Linked DNA regions of Anas platyrhynchos: region 1 is linked to region 2. A link is a contact called in public Hi-C data. All regions are on one chromosome and are shown on one strand. Each heading gives the region's core, a stretch centred on a gene start, on an enhancer-like site or on the middle of the called end of the contact. The rest is flanking DNA. Distances are from core to core; before and after follow the strand shown. Region 1 holds the start of CPNE7 (copine 7). Region 2 overlaps FANCA (FA complementation group A).

Evidence for each region. Hi-C and Micro-C count contacts between places; a contact is called where the count stands out from the background.
Region 1: a contact with region 2 is called in a Hi-C map of liver, with 5 times the contacts expected there. The contact joins the promoter of CPNE7 here to the enhancer-like site in region 2. A contact is called at or near these places in 2 of 8 Hi-C or Micro-C datasets (liver and skeletal muscle).

The regions. Positions count from the first base shown.
Region 1 is chr12:1,440,667-1,447,248 of IASCAAS_PekinDuck_T2T, reverse strand. It overlaps CPNE7 (copine 7), which reads left to right and starts at 1,409. Exons shown (of 16, transcript XM_027466415.3): 1 at 1,409-1,668; 2 at 2,362-2,853; 3 at 4,172-4,354; 4 at 4,428-4,502; 5 at 4,770-4,844; 6 at 5,180-5,263; 7 at 5,340-5,429; 8 at 5,524-5,622; 9 at 5,831-5,917; 10 at 6,007-6,066; 11 at 6,184-6,317; 12 at 6,461-6,515. The coding sequence starts at 2,629. RPL13 (ribosomal protein L13) reads left to right here. Exons shown (of 6, transcript XM_027466423.3): 6 at 1-101. The coding sequence ends at 59.
Region 2 is chr12:1,400,459-1,406,442 of IASCAAS_PekinDuck_T2T, reverse strand. It overlaps FANCA (FA complementation group A), which reads right to left. Exons shown (of 43, transcript XM_072043973.1): 39 at 3,464-3,569; 40 at 2,975-3,050; 41 at 2,455-2,611; 42 at 2,125-2,217; 43 at 1,417-1,683. The coding sequence ends at 1,579. It overlaps ZNF276 (zinc finger protein 276), which reads left to right. Exons shown (of 11, transcript XM_027466411.3): 10 at 198-297; 11 at 712-1,395. The coding sequence ends at 997. Among named protein-coding and RNA genes, the nearest start is that of ZNF276, 8.9 kb to the left of the region's middle. Within about 2 kb of position 2,497, at least 1 of the 8 cell types and tissues checked has an H3K27ac peak or open chromatin away from gene starts, as enhancers often do.

The DNA of each region.
Region 1 (6,582 bases), core at 160-2,659, 42 kb before region 2:
GGATTCGGGCAAAACGTGCCAAAGAAGCGGCAGAGCAGGACGTGGAGAAGAAGAAATGAACTGTTTGCAGCAGAACTGCCAATAAAAAATGTAGAAACGGAGCCGTGTGGTGTCTTCTTAGGGCAGACACAGCACCGAGCTGCCCTGGAGCTTCTCCTGGTGCCTGTACCAGTGGTGGGCAGCGTGGAGGAGCTCAGCCAGGCTCCAATCTGATCAGAACCTCCGAGCTTCCTGGCAGCGAGGGAAGGAGGCACCTCGCCTCTGTGCTGGAGGGTGATTTTTGTTGTCAGGAACAACGGGATCAGAGCTTGCTCCTGCCTGGAGCTGTCCCCAGCCCTGCCCTGCTCCTGCCTGTGCCGGGGGGGTCCAGGGCCCCTCCCTGGGAAGCCCTGGCCCTGCCCCAAGCTTTCCCTGCTCTGTTTGTGTTCCCTTGCAGCGAGCTGTCAAACCCTGGGGCTGTGGGCAGGAGGAAGCCGAGGCTCAGAAGTGGGGTCCCTGTGGGGTCCCTGCTCCCACATTTGGGGTGTGTGGGGCTGTGCTTGCTGCCGCTGGCCGCTGGGTGGAGCCGGGCCCCAGCCCTGTGCTCGCTGTCACCCGGCCCTGCAGCTGCCTCACCCCAGCGCCTCGCACTCACCCCACAGCCCTTTTTAAACCATTTCTCCAGGGCAATCCCTCACTGCTGGGGCTCTGCCCCATCCCTGCAGCTCCCCGGGGCTCTGCCAGCCGTGTCCCCTCCGCCTGCTGCGGTCACGGGGCCGTGGGCTCCGTCCCGCTCCGGGGAGCGCTCGCTGGCTGCGGGCTGGCTAAGCACTTCTGGGGCAGTGCTGCTCCCGTGCTGGGATAATTGAACCATTCGTATTCATTAATGGGGTGATGACAAACTCAGGGCTCCAGCAGCAGAGGGCTCGGGCGCAGGGCTGGGAGCTGGGGCGCTCAGCATTGGGGTGCTGCAGTGGGCACGGCGCGGGGAGGGGGTGTCCTACTTCTGCCAACCAGGCTGGGGATTAGCTCCCGGAGCCCAGGCCCTGCAGTGCCCTCCCGCTCGTTAGCCCTCCCTGCATTTAATCCCTCCGAACGCCGGCTAATTACATCATCCCTCACGCAGCCGAGCTGACAGCGCTGCAGTGCTCCAGGGACGGGTGGGGTGTGGGGGCAACCCCAGACCAGGACGGGGGCTCCAGCACTGGGGGCTTGGGCACGCCATGACCCCCCTGTTGGGGCAGGGACAGCTCCAGTGGGGGACACAGGGGGACAGGGACACACAGGGGATGGGACAGGCCTCGGGCACCCCATGGGGAGTGATAAGGGGTCTGTGGGGTGCATGGAGCAAGGGCTGTGCCAGGCAGGGTGCAGGGGGGCTGGATGGAGGTGCCCCCAGCGCTGTGCCGTGCGCCCTGGCGTGGCCACCTGTACCGGGGACCCCCGAGGCACCACGGAGCCCCCGTGCCCACAGGCGGGCTCTGCTCCGGTGCCGGCAGCGAGGCAGTTAACGGAGATTGTAGTCTCCCTCTTAGGGCTCCGCTCCCGAACTGCAGCTTGAGTCAGTTGTGTGGAGGTGGCAGCGGCGGCAGCTCCGGCTGGCACACCGGCTCCGGCTGGCACACCGGCTCCGCCAGCCACGCCAGCCCTCGGCCGGCCCCACACGGCTCCCGGGCCACCAGCACCCAGGTGAGGGGGGCAGCTGGGCAGGGCAGGGGGCTCTGAACCCCTTTGCTGGGGGATGCCGAGCGGTGCCACGGTGCCGGGGAGGGGACGGTGCCCACCGGAGCCATGTGCCGGGGAGGGCAGGGCCCTGAGCGACTTCGTCGGGAAACTTCGGTCAGGAGGCACCAGCTCCGGGCACCGGGTGGGGGGCGGCTCTGCCCCAGCCTCAGCGTGTACTGGGTGCAACTGGGGGCTGTGGATGGGGGCAACGAGCCTAGGAATGGGATGGGATGGGAGCAGGGATGGGGATGGGGTGGGGTGGGGATGGGGTGGGGATGGAGCGGCAGAGCCAACGTTGCAGCATCGCCTGGCTGAGCCCTGCCAGCACCCCGGTGGAGCACGGCAGCTCCGTGTCCCCAGCACTGGGAGCAGCAGGGCGGAGGGTGTCCCTGTGTCCCCCCCCGGGCAGTGACCACCCCGTCACCCCAGGGTGCAGGGGCTGGGCGGGGAGGTTTTGTTCTCCTGCACAAGGAGCGGGATCGGGGCTGGGGCTGCGGGCACCTTGTGGGGTGAGGCTGGGGGCAGAGCTGGGCACGGCCCCACAAGATCCACCCTGGGGGTCCAGTGAGTGCACAGGGGCAGAGCCGTGCCCGAGGGGCTGCCTGTTTGGGGGTGCCCCAGCTCCAGCTCACCCCACGGTGCTCTGACACCTCGCAGGGCCACCACCGGGGCTGGAATCCACCTCCGCACCTCGGAGAGGGTCCCTCAGGTCCCCAGCACCCACCGGGCCGCCTCACCCCTCTCTCCTCCTGCGCCCCTGCTCCGTGAGCCCCCCAAACCTCTTCCAGCGCCCTCCACCACCAGGGACCTGTGCCCGGGCTCCAGCCGCACTCCTGGCACCGCGGGGCCCCGTGCCCCGGGCATGAGGGTCACCAGCCTGCTGCGCTGACAGCCAGGAAGGCAGCGGCCGCCCCGTCCCCCCGCATGCCCTTCACCCACGGTGCCGCCTGCCCCCCGTCACGCCTGGCAGCCCCCCGTGCTGCTGCCACCATGGGCGAAGCGCCCGAGCCCTCCTCCCAGGCGCCGCTGGCCGTGCTCTCCAAGGTGGAGCTGCGGGTGAGCTGCAAGCACCTCCTGGACCGCGACACCCTCAACAAGTCGGACCCCTGCGTCCTGCTGCTCATGCAGTCCCAGGGGCAGTGGGTGGAGGTAGGCAGGGCAGGGTGCTGGGCACAGGGATGGGGGCACCGGGATGGGGACGGGAGCGGAGACAGCCCTAGGATGGCCACGATGTCCAGCGGGGCCGAGGGCAGGGCAGGAGCTGGCGGCAGAGCGGGGAGCGAGGTGCAAGGTGCAGGAACTGACTTAGGGTGGGGTGTAGGGAGCAGGGCTGGGCGCAGGCGCAGGCTGCGGGGTGCAAGGTGCAGGGCTCGGGGTGCAGTGAGGTGAAGGACGCGGGGTGTGAGGGACGCGGGGTGTGAGGGACACGGGGTGTGAAGGGCAGGGCCCGGTGCTCCGGGTGCTTTGGGATGCTCGGGCGGTGCACGGGGACGGTGCAGAGCCCTGGCTTGGAGTGAGACCCCCAGGACCTGGTGGCTCTGGCGGCACCAGGGGACGGGGTGCTCACGGTGTGGGGGTCCACATGGGCTCAGCCACCCTGTGCCAGGGTTTTTTGATGCGCTGGCCACCCCTGGGGTGCATCAGGGTTTGGGGGCTGCTGTGTCCCTGCTGGGGCTGGGGCTGGCTCCATCCCATGGCTGCCCCCAGCTCAGCTCCTGCCTGGCTCCAGCAGCTCCGCGCTCGCTAATCACCGCTGCTCAGCCGGCAGATTTAGCGCTAAATCCCTCTGCGTGTAATTGACTCTGCTCGCCCGGGCTGGAGCCAGAACCGGAGCCAGGGCGGGCGGCGAGGGGCCCCGTGCCAGCTTGGGGATGCGGCACCCCCAGGCTGTGCCGTGCCATCGGGGCCGTGCTGGGCGAGGGCCACATCCCAAGGGCAAGAGGACCCCTCCTGGGCTGCGTTTTGGTCCCCACCCGTGGCAGCGGGCAGGGCTGGTGGGCAATGGGGGACCCTCACTGGGACTCATCCCCGTGCCCAAACAGAGCCATGGAAAAGGTGGGCCAGAGCCCGAGCATCGCCTCGATGCAGCCCCGGTGATGTGGGGTCTGCCCCAGAGGGAGAGGTGCCTCAGCACCCAAGGGTGGCACCCAGGGGCACCTCTCCCTCCTGCGCCAGCACTGCCACCAGCCCCAAATCCGTCCCCGAGCTGGCTCCCGCCCCGGGTACAATCCCACCACAGCGACGCAGTGAGCCAGGGGCTTGAGCTGATTTAAGGATGAATTTCAGTGAGACGAGTGTGGAGCAGTTCTGCTTCTAAGGGCGAAATCCCCATTTTTTCGGGGGGAAGGCATGCCCGGAGCTCCCACGGGCACGGTTTGAGGAGCAGCCAGCACCCGCCCGCTGGGACCTGGGGGGCAGCCCCTTGGTGCCAAGTGGTGGGGCTGGCGGAGCCCCCTCTGCCCCGCAGGTGGACCGCAGCGAGGTGATCAAGAGCAACCTGAACCCCGTCTTCGCCAAGATCTTCACGGTGGATTACTACTTCGAGGAGGTGCAGAAGCTGCGCTTCGAGGTGTACGACAGCCACGGGCACGCCGGCGTCGGCACGCACGACGATGACTTCTTGGGGGGCATGGAGTGCACCGTGGGGCAGGTGAGCCCCCCGCCGGGACCCCCCGCTCACCGGTGGGATGATGTCCCCTCCCCGAGCCCACCGTTTTTTGCAGATCGTGGCGCAGAAGCGGGTGACGAAGCCGCTGTTCCTCAAATATGGGAAATTCGCAGGGAAATCCACCATCACGGTGAGCGGCCGGGCTGGGCTGCGGGTGGCAGCGGGGTGGCACTGAGTGGGGCACACATGTGGGGGGACCCCAGTGACCCTCCTCCCATCCCAGCCATATATCCAGTTGCCCCACGCATCCCAGATGGATTGGGGTCCCCCTGGTAGCTGCTACCCACCCTGGGGGTCCCCATGGTGCCAGGAGGCGCGTGGAGGATGGGAGGGAAGGAGGGCAGGGGGACAACACCACGCCGGGTGCTGAGCACCCCACGGGCACCTCTCCCTGCAGGTCATCTCCGAGGAGATCTCGGGGAACAACGGCTACGTGGAGCTGGCGTTTCGGGCCAAGAAGCTGGATGACAAGGTGGGATGGGATGGGATGGGATGGGATGGGGATGGGGATATGGGATGGGATGGGGATATGGGATGGGATGGGATGGGATGGGGATGGGATGGGATGGAATGGGATGGGATGGGGATGGGATGGGATGGGATGGGACGGGATGGGACGGGATGGGATGGGATGGGATGGGATGGGATGGGGATGGGATGGGATGGGATGGGATGGGATGGGATGGGATGGAATGGGATGGGATGGGGATGGGATGGGATGGGATGGGATGGGATGGGATGGGATGGGATGGGATGGACGGGACAGCCGGTTCTCTGCTCTGTCCTGTCCCACCCTCTCCCCTCCAGGACCTCTTCAGCAAGTCCGACCCCTTCCTGGAGATCTACCGCATCGATGATGACCGCAGCGAGCAGCTGGTGTACCGCACCGAGGTGAGGCTTGGCTGGATCCTACCCGGGACCACCCCATGGGTCCCCAGCCCTGCTGAGCCCCCCCTCGCCCCCCCAGGTGGTGAAGAACAACCTGAGCCCCATCTGGGAGCCCTTCAAGGTCTCCCTGAACTCGCTCTGCAGCTGCGAGGAGAAGAGGAAGCTGAGGGTGAGGAAGGGCGATGGGGATCCCATCCCCGGGATGGGGAGGTTGGGGGGGGGGACACACGCACCCAGCCGGGGCTGAGCCGTGTCCCCCGCAGTGCGTGGTGTGGGACTACGACTCGCGGGGCAAGCACGACTTCATCGGCGAGTTCTTCACCACCTTCGAGGAGATGCAGAAGGCGATGGGGGAAAACAAGGTGGAGAGGGGACGGGGGGGACGTGGGGGTGTCCCCTGCGGGGCTGGGGGAGGCTCCGTGGGGAGGGGATGGCTGGGATGGGCTCCATGGGGACACCAGCCTGGGTGGGTCGTGGGGCTGTGGGGCTGGGGGGGGTGTCACGTTATGGGGCTGGGGGCTGTGGGGCCGTGGGGCCGGCCCCGGGCAGCGCGGGTGCCGCGTGCCGCAGGTGCAGTGGGAGTGCATGAACCCCAAGTACAAAATCAAGAAGCGCAACTACAAGAACTCGGGGGTGGTGGTGCTGCTGGACCTGAAGGTGAGTGTCTGCGTGCCGAGCCGTGCCGGGACAGGCTGCCGCGGGGTGGTGCAGGCTGGCAGCGGCTGAGGAGGGTCCCCCCCCCCCAGATCCACAGGGTCTACTCCTTCCTGGACTACATCATGGGCGGCTGCCAGATCCACTTCACGGTGAGCAGCATCCCCCCGGGGGGGACCGGGGCTGTGCCGTGGTGCCCCGGTGAGCAGGGACGGCAGCTCCTGGCCCTGGGGACGTGGGGAGGTCACCGTCCCCCCCCGCTGTGCCAGGTGGCCATCGACTTCACGGCCTCCAACGGGGACCCCCGCAACAGCTGCTCCCTGCACTACATCAACCCCTACCAGCCCAACGAGTACCTCAAGGCGCTCGTCGCTGTGGGTGAGATCTGCCAGGACTATGACAGGTTGGTGGCTGCGGGGGGGCCCCTGGGGCTGGGACACCTTGGTGACGGCCACCCCAGGGCCAGGACGCCTTGGTGACGGCCACCCCGGTGTCGGCACACCACCCCCCCACCGTGCCGGGGCTCCTCGCACCCTTCCTTTGCAGCGATAAGAAATTTTCTGCTCTGGGCTTTGGTGCACGGATTCCCCCCAAATATGAGGTACGGGGGCAGCCGGGACCCCCCGGGCCATGCCCATCCCTGCCAGCTCCCTGCCTGCCCCTCGCGC
Region 2 (5,984 bases), core at 1,248-3,747:
GGGCGCTGTAGCAAGGCTCTGTGGGGGCTGCAGAGCTGTCGTCCTGACACGTAAGCCTGTAACGAGCCATCGTGTGGGGGATTTGAGGCAGGGGGAGGAATTCAGCTTCCCCCAGTAACTGTGGGCAGCTGTGTGTGTGTGTTTCATGCGCTAAGAAAGCAGCAGCACCAACCACTCTTTGCTTGTTTCCATCGCAGAGGTACGGAATTATATCTGTGATGAATGCGGGCAGACCTTTAAGCAACGCAAACACCTCTCGGTCCATCAGATGCGGCACTCAGGAGCAAAGCCCCTCCAGTAAGTGCACGTTATCATTTATTCATAGCTAAAAAAAGGGACGGAAGGCATCAGGAAGCTCTGCTGAGCTCTTCCTGTCCTTAGCACAGCGTAATTCCATGCCCCCAGCCCTGTGTGTGGCACTTCAAGTGTTCATCCACTTGTGCAGTGTGTGCCCCTGCTCCAGGGCATCCGTTTGTTGAACAGGTCTTAGTCCTTCTGTCCCTGTTTAGTAGGTGACTGCTCAGCTCTAGGTGTGAGGGTAAGGGCGTTGCTTGACCAGGGCAGCTTTAGGAGGTGCTATGAGCCAGCCCCTGAGGCTGTGGTGTTCGTCTCATGCAGCCCCAGCTCCTGATCAGCACAGCCCCACGTGGGGGGCCTGTCCCTGTGCCAGACAGCTTGTGCTGGGTGCTGAGCCCCTGCCTTGCCTTGCAGGTGTGAAATCTGCGGGTTCCAGTGCCGGCAGCGCGCGTCGCTCAAGTACCACATGACCAAACACAAAGCCGAGACGGAGCTGGAGTTTGCCTGCGACCAGTGTGGGAAGCGCTTCGAGAAGGCCCATAACCTTAATGTCCACATGTCCATGGTGCACCCTCTGACCCAGACTCAGGACAAAACCAAGCCACTGGAGCCAGAGCCTATTCTCCTCCTAAATACTTCAGGGACTTCAGAGAGCCAGGCAGTAAAGCCAGAAGTGACTGCACAGCAGGAGCCCACCTGAGGGGGACGGGGCAGCGTTCCCAGTCCAGCCCTGTAGAAACCATACAGCAGAGTGGAGATTTTTAATTTACGTTTTAGTCTCCAAAGAACTCAGTGGAATTAGCTTCAGCTTGCTCAGAAAAAGCTTGTTATCATGCTGTGATTCTCCATGCTCACGTCTGATTCAGCAGTGTTGTACTAAGAGTCTGTCTAATCCCAGGGGAGTGGATGTTTGGCAGCACCCCTTTGTTGTCCCCCTTCTCCCCGTGCACACAGTTGTAGAAGCAGAGTTGGCCCACAACTGTTACCAACCTGCACAAGCTGCTGCCTGTGCAGTATTGCCTGCAGGTGGCTGTAAGGGTACCTAGGACAGTGGAGCAACTTTGAGCAGATGTTTTGTTTTGGTTTAAAAAAAGAAAAGATTCCCAAAGTAAGTCTAAATTGAAATTTGTAACCTACTTTTTATTGTAACAAGAGCTTCATGGTTATGCTTGTAATAAATTATTTACAAAGTAATTGGAAAGAAACAGCACTGGTGAGAAAAGAGAGGTAGCAGCGGGGCTGTCCCTTGTCCCCAGTCAGCGTGGTGGCACTGCCTGGCCCTCAAAACAGGACCAGCTCCTCGTCCAGGTCCAGGGCTGCAGCTGGCCTCGAGCGATGCAGGATGGCTCCCAGCTCGGGGTCAAGTTGGTCACAGGCAGCTAGTAACTGTGGAGAGGGCAGGTGGCTGGTGTTAGGGCTGCTCTTGCTTCCTCAGAGCAAGTTACAGCAACCCCTGTGAGTTGTGCAGGCAGCTGCTGCTGGCTGCTGCAGCAATCAGGGGCTGCAGGCAGCCAGCACCGTGCGTGTGGGAATTGCAACACCAGCCCCGTAACCGTGCCTGGCACTTTCCGTAAGATCAAGCATTAAGCAAGAGTGCGTGAGGGTAATGTTTAACGGAGCTGAGACGGAGCCCGCAGCAGGGGAGCGGGACGGCAGCGGCTATAGCACTGGTCCAACAGCAGGTGTCTACTGCTCCAACGCATGGTACAGCAGCACGCTGCCTGCTGCTGGGAGAGCAAGTTAAGTGTGGCAAGAAAGGCCACACAAAGCTGGTGCTGCTCAGACATGGGGCTCTCAGACTGGGAGGAGAGAAAACACTCAACGCACCGGTCCTAGGTTCCCAAAGCTTCTGGCAGGGCAGCGAGGAATCGCAGCACGCAGGAACCGACGGGCCTTGGAGATCACCTCCACGGGATCCCCCTGAGGAACAGACGAGGTGAGGCACAGCAGCGGGGCAGCTGAGGGTTCAGGCACCAGCAGCACCTGCAGCCTCTCAGCCCAGGCTGGGAACAAGCTGCCTGCCAAAGGCATCTCCATGTGAACCCACAGCTTTGTACAGGAGAGTGAGAACCAGAGGGATGCTGCAAGCAGCAGGGGGAAGGGAAAAGGGATAGGATTCAGAGTTAGGAGAGGAAAAAAAGACTGAGCTTCACTCACGTGCTCCACAGGGTCTTGGCCTTGTCCCACCTGGTCAGACTGAGGCAGGTCCTTCCCTTCCACAAAGAGCTGAAGCAGCTGGAGGTAGAGGTCGAGCGCCACGTAGAGGAAGAGCTGCTCTCTAGCAAGCAGCTCGTGGTCAAAGGCAGGGGTGAGGCTGTGGGAAGTCACACATGTGTCCAGTCAGCGCCAATTCCACCTTAGTTTCTAACAGCAAGACACGAGGTAAATCCAGGCAGTGCTCCTGCTGCCCTCTGTTTTACAAGTGCCACTGCGTGCAGGGCCACCCCCTGCCAGGAGCAATAATGCAGCCAGGGACACTGAAGGACAAAGATGAAGGGAAACTTCTAGCGAAAGAGACAGGGGTTCTAAAACAGTCGCCCTGTCATGATCCAGTGTTTTCTCCTGCACAGCTAACACAGGAGCTCAGCTCACCACCGGGCCTGCTGCTGTGCATGGCAGCCACCAGCCACATCCTCCCTCACAAGCACATTCCTGCACCCAGCAGGACATCCCTTACCTGTAGAACGCGAGAGGCAAGAGCCGGCTGTGGCAGGCTGAGGCCGCGCTGTGCAGGACAAAGTATTTTCTGGAGCCTGTAACAACCAGAGAGAAGCACTGAGCATCTGCAGCGGTCCTCACCCTACCTCGTGTACTGCTACAGCAGCGCAGGGGCTGCACGGCTTCCTTCCAGCCCACGCTAAACCCTGACACCTGGGTGTGGTGACATGGAGAAGACAGCTAGAAGACAGCTGTTCCCTCTTAGTATTGTTTCATCTGGTGGAGAAAGCCTGAGTTTCAGCCAGCTCTACCCCTCAGCCGGGTCACCGTACTGTAGGGTAGAAGCAGGATGTTCTCAGCCTTTACTGAAGCAATTTTTTTTTTTTCCCATGCAGCTCACAAAGGCTCAACAGTTCCTCCTTACAAAGCACATTCATTAATCAAAGAGAGCAGTACTGTCCAGCACTAAACCCCAACTTTCCATCCCTCGGAGGCAGGACTCGCTCACCTTTTTCTGCTGACTGGAAGAGAAGTGGCCAGGACGCGCCCCTCTCTTCCAGGCACTGCAAAATCTCCAGGGACCATTCCAGAGAGGTCTGAAAGTCCACGCCCTCCTGGGAGTCAGAAAGGACAGATCACCTTAGGTTTTAGTTGCATCAAAGCAGAAGTCCCAGTAAGAGATCACGCACATGACATGCTCTCGTAAAGGACCTTCAGGAATTTAGCCCAAGCCTTTCCCCTTGCCTGGGGGCCTGGGTTCCTCCCGGGGCCACCAGGCCCTTGTGCAATGCAGGGACTTCATCACAACAGGGGCAGGGGAAGCAGTACGGGTGTGCTGGTGACAAGCTGGTTGCTCACTTCCTAGCTGTGCTCCACAGAGTCCCTGCGAGTCCTGCACCTACCCCACCCTGTTGCCTGTAGGAGACTTTTCCCCTCTAACCTCTCCAGTGAGGACAAGCCCCGGGAGGGTTTTTTGCATTGCTCATTTTCCTTGGAACAACCTCCCGTATCTGTTTGCTCAAGAGATTTCTTTCCTCAATGACTCTTCCTCCAGACTCCCCCCGTGAAAGACGATGAGATCAAATGATTATTTTTAGCTTGAATCTGCTCCCTGATCCAATCTGCTAGCTGACTACACCAATGGTTGCACTTCAAAGCTGAGAAGACAGCAAAGGGACAGAAACGCATTCATAGGCAGGAGGGTGCTTAGGGCAGAGAGCTGCTGAAAGGAACTTGTTGTTTTTGCTCTCCCATTTCAGAGCACTAAATCATTCAGAAACCCGTGTTCCTCCTTGTTAGGGACTCTTCGTTGTGAAATTCCGTGTGTGTTTCTGGCCTGAGGAAAAGCCTCTTTCAACAAACGTGCAATGCCACACAAACGCCAAGAGATAGATACGAGGTTCCAGCACTACCTGGAGGTGTAAAGTCTGAGCAGGAAACTGAGAATAAATAGCAAGTCATTCAGAAATAAAAGCTCCTGCAGTGACAGGGCAGATAACATCAGATAGAAGAAAATACACATTCAATCTGATATGAACAGAAAGGCTTTCAGCAGGCTCTGTCTGGGACGCTGCAGATCCCTTCCTTCTGGCAGAACAAGCTACCAGCCTTCTGAGTACTGGTACAAAGCACTTCTAGGCAGCAAACCGAGCCGATCAGATGCATTTACAGAATCACAGAATCTCTAGGTTGGAAGAGACCTCAAGATCATCGAGTCCAACCTCTGACCTAACACTAACAGTCCCCACTAAACCATATCCCTAAGTTCTACATCTAAACGTCTTTTGAAGACTTCCAGGGATGGTGACTCAACCACCTCCCTGGGCAGCCTGTTCCAATGTCTAACAACCCTTTCAGTAAAGAAATTCTTCCTAACATCTAACCTAAAACTCCCCTGGCGCAACTTTAGCCCATTCCCCCTCGTCCTGTCACCAGGCACATGGGAGAACAGGCCAACCCCCATCTCGCTAGAGCCTCCTTTAATATACTTATACAGAGTGATAAGGTCACCCCTGAGCCTCCTTTTCTCTAGGCTGAACAAGCCCAGCTCCTTCAGCCGCTCCTCATAGGACTTGCTCTCCAGGCCCCTCACCAGCTTCGTCGCCCTTCTCTGGACCCGCTCAAGCACCTCGATGTCCTTCTTGTAGCGAGGGGCCCAGAACTGAACACAGTACTCGAGGTGCGGCCTCACCAGAGCCGAGTACAGGGGGACGATCACCTCCCTAGCCCTGCTGGTCACAGTGTTTCTGATACAAGCCAGGATGCCGTTGGCCTTCTTGGCCACCTGAGCACACTGCTGGCTCATATTCAGCCGACTGTCCACCATCACTCCCAGGTCCTTCTCTGCCTGGCAGCTCTCCAGCCATTCCTCTCCCAGCCTGTAGCTCTGCTTGGGGTTATTGCGCCCCAGGTGCAGGACCCGGCACTTGTCCTTGTTAAACTTCATACAGTTGACCTCAGCCCATCGGTGCAGCCTATCCAGATCCTCCTGCAGAGCCTTCCTACCCTCAAGCAGATCGACACACGCACCTAGCTTGGTGTCATCTGCAAACTTACTGAGGGTGCACTCAATGCCCTCATCCAGATCATTGATGAAGATGTTAAAGAGGACCGGCCCCAGCACCGAGCCCTGGGGGACGCCACTAGTGACTGGCCTCCAACTGGACTTGGCTCCATTTACCACAACTCTCTGGGCCCGGCTATCCAGCCAGTTTCTAACCCAACGAAGCGTGCGCCAGTCCAAGCCAAGAGCAGCCAGTTTCTTGAGGAGAATGCTGTGGGAAACGGTGTCAAAAGCCTTGCTGAAGTCAAGGTAGACCACATCCACCGCCTTTCCCTCGTCCACCCAGCGCGTCACTTTGTCGTAGAAGGAGATCAGGTTCGTCAAGCAGGATCTGCCTTCCATAAACCCATGCTGACTGGGCCTGATCGCCTGCTTGCCCTTCAAGTGCCGTATGATGACTCCCAAGAGGATCTGCTCCATGAGCTTCCCTGGTACTGAGGTCAAACTGACCGGCCTGTAGTTCCCC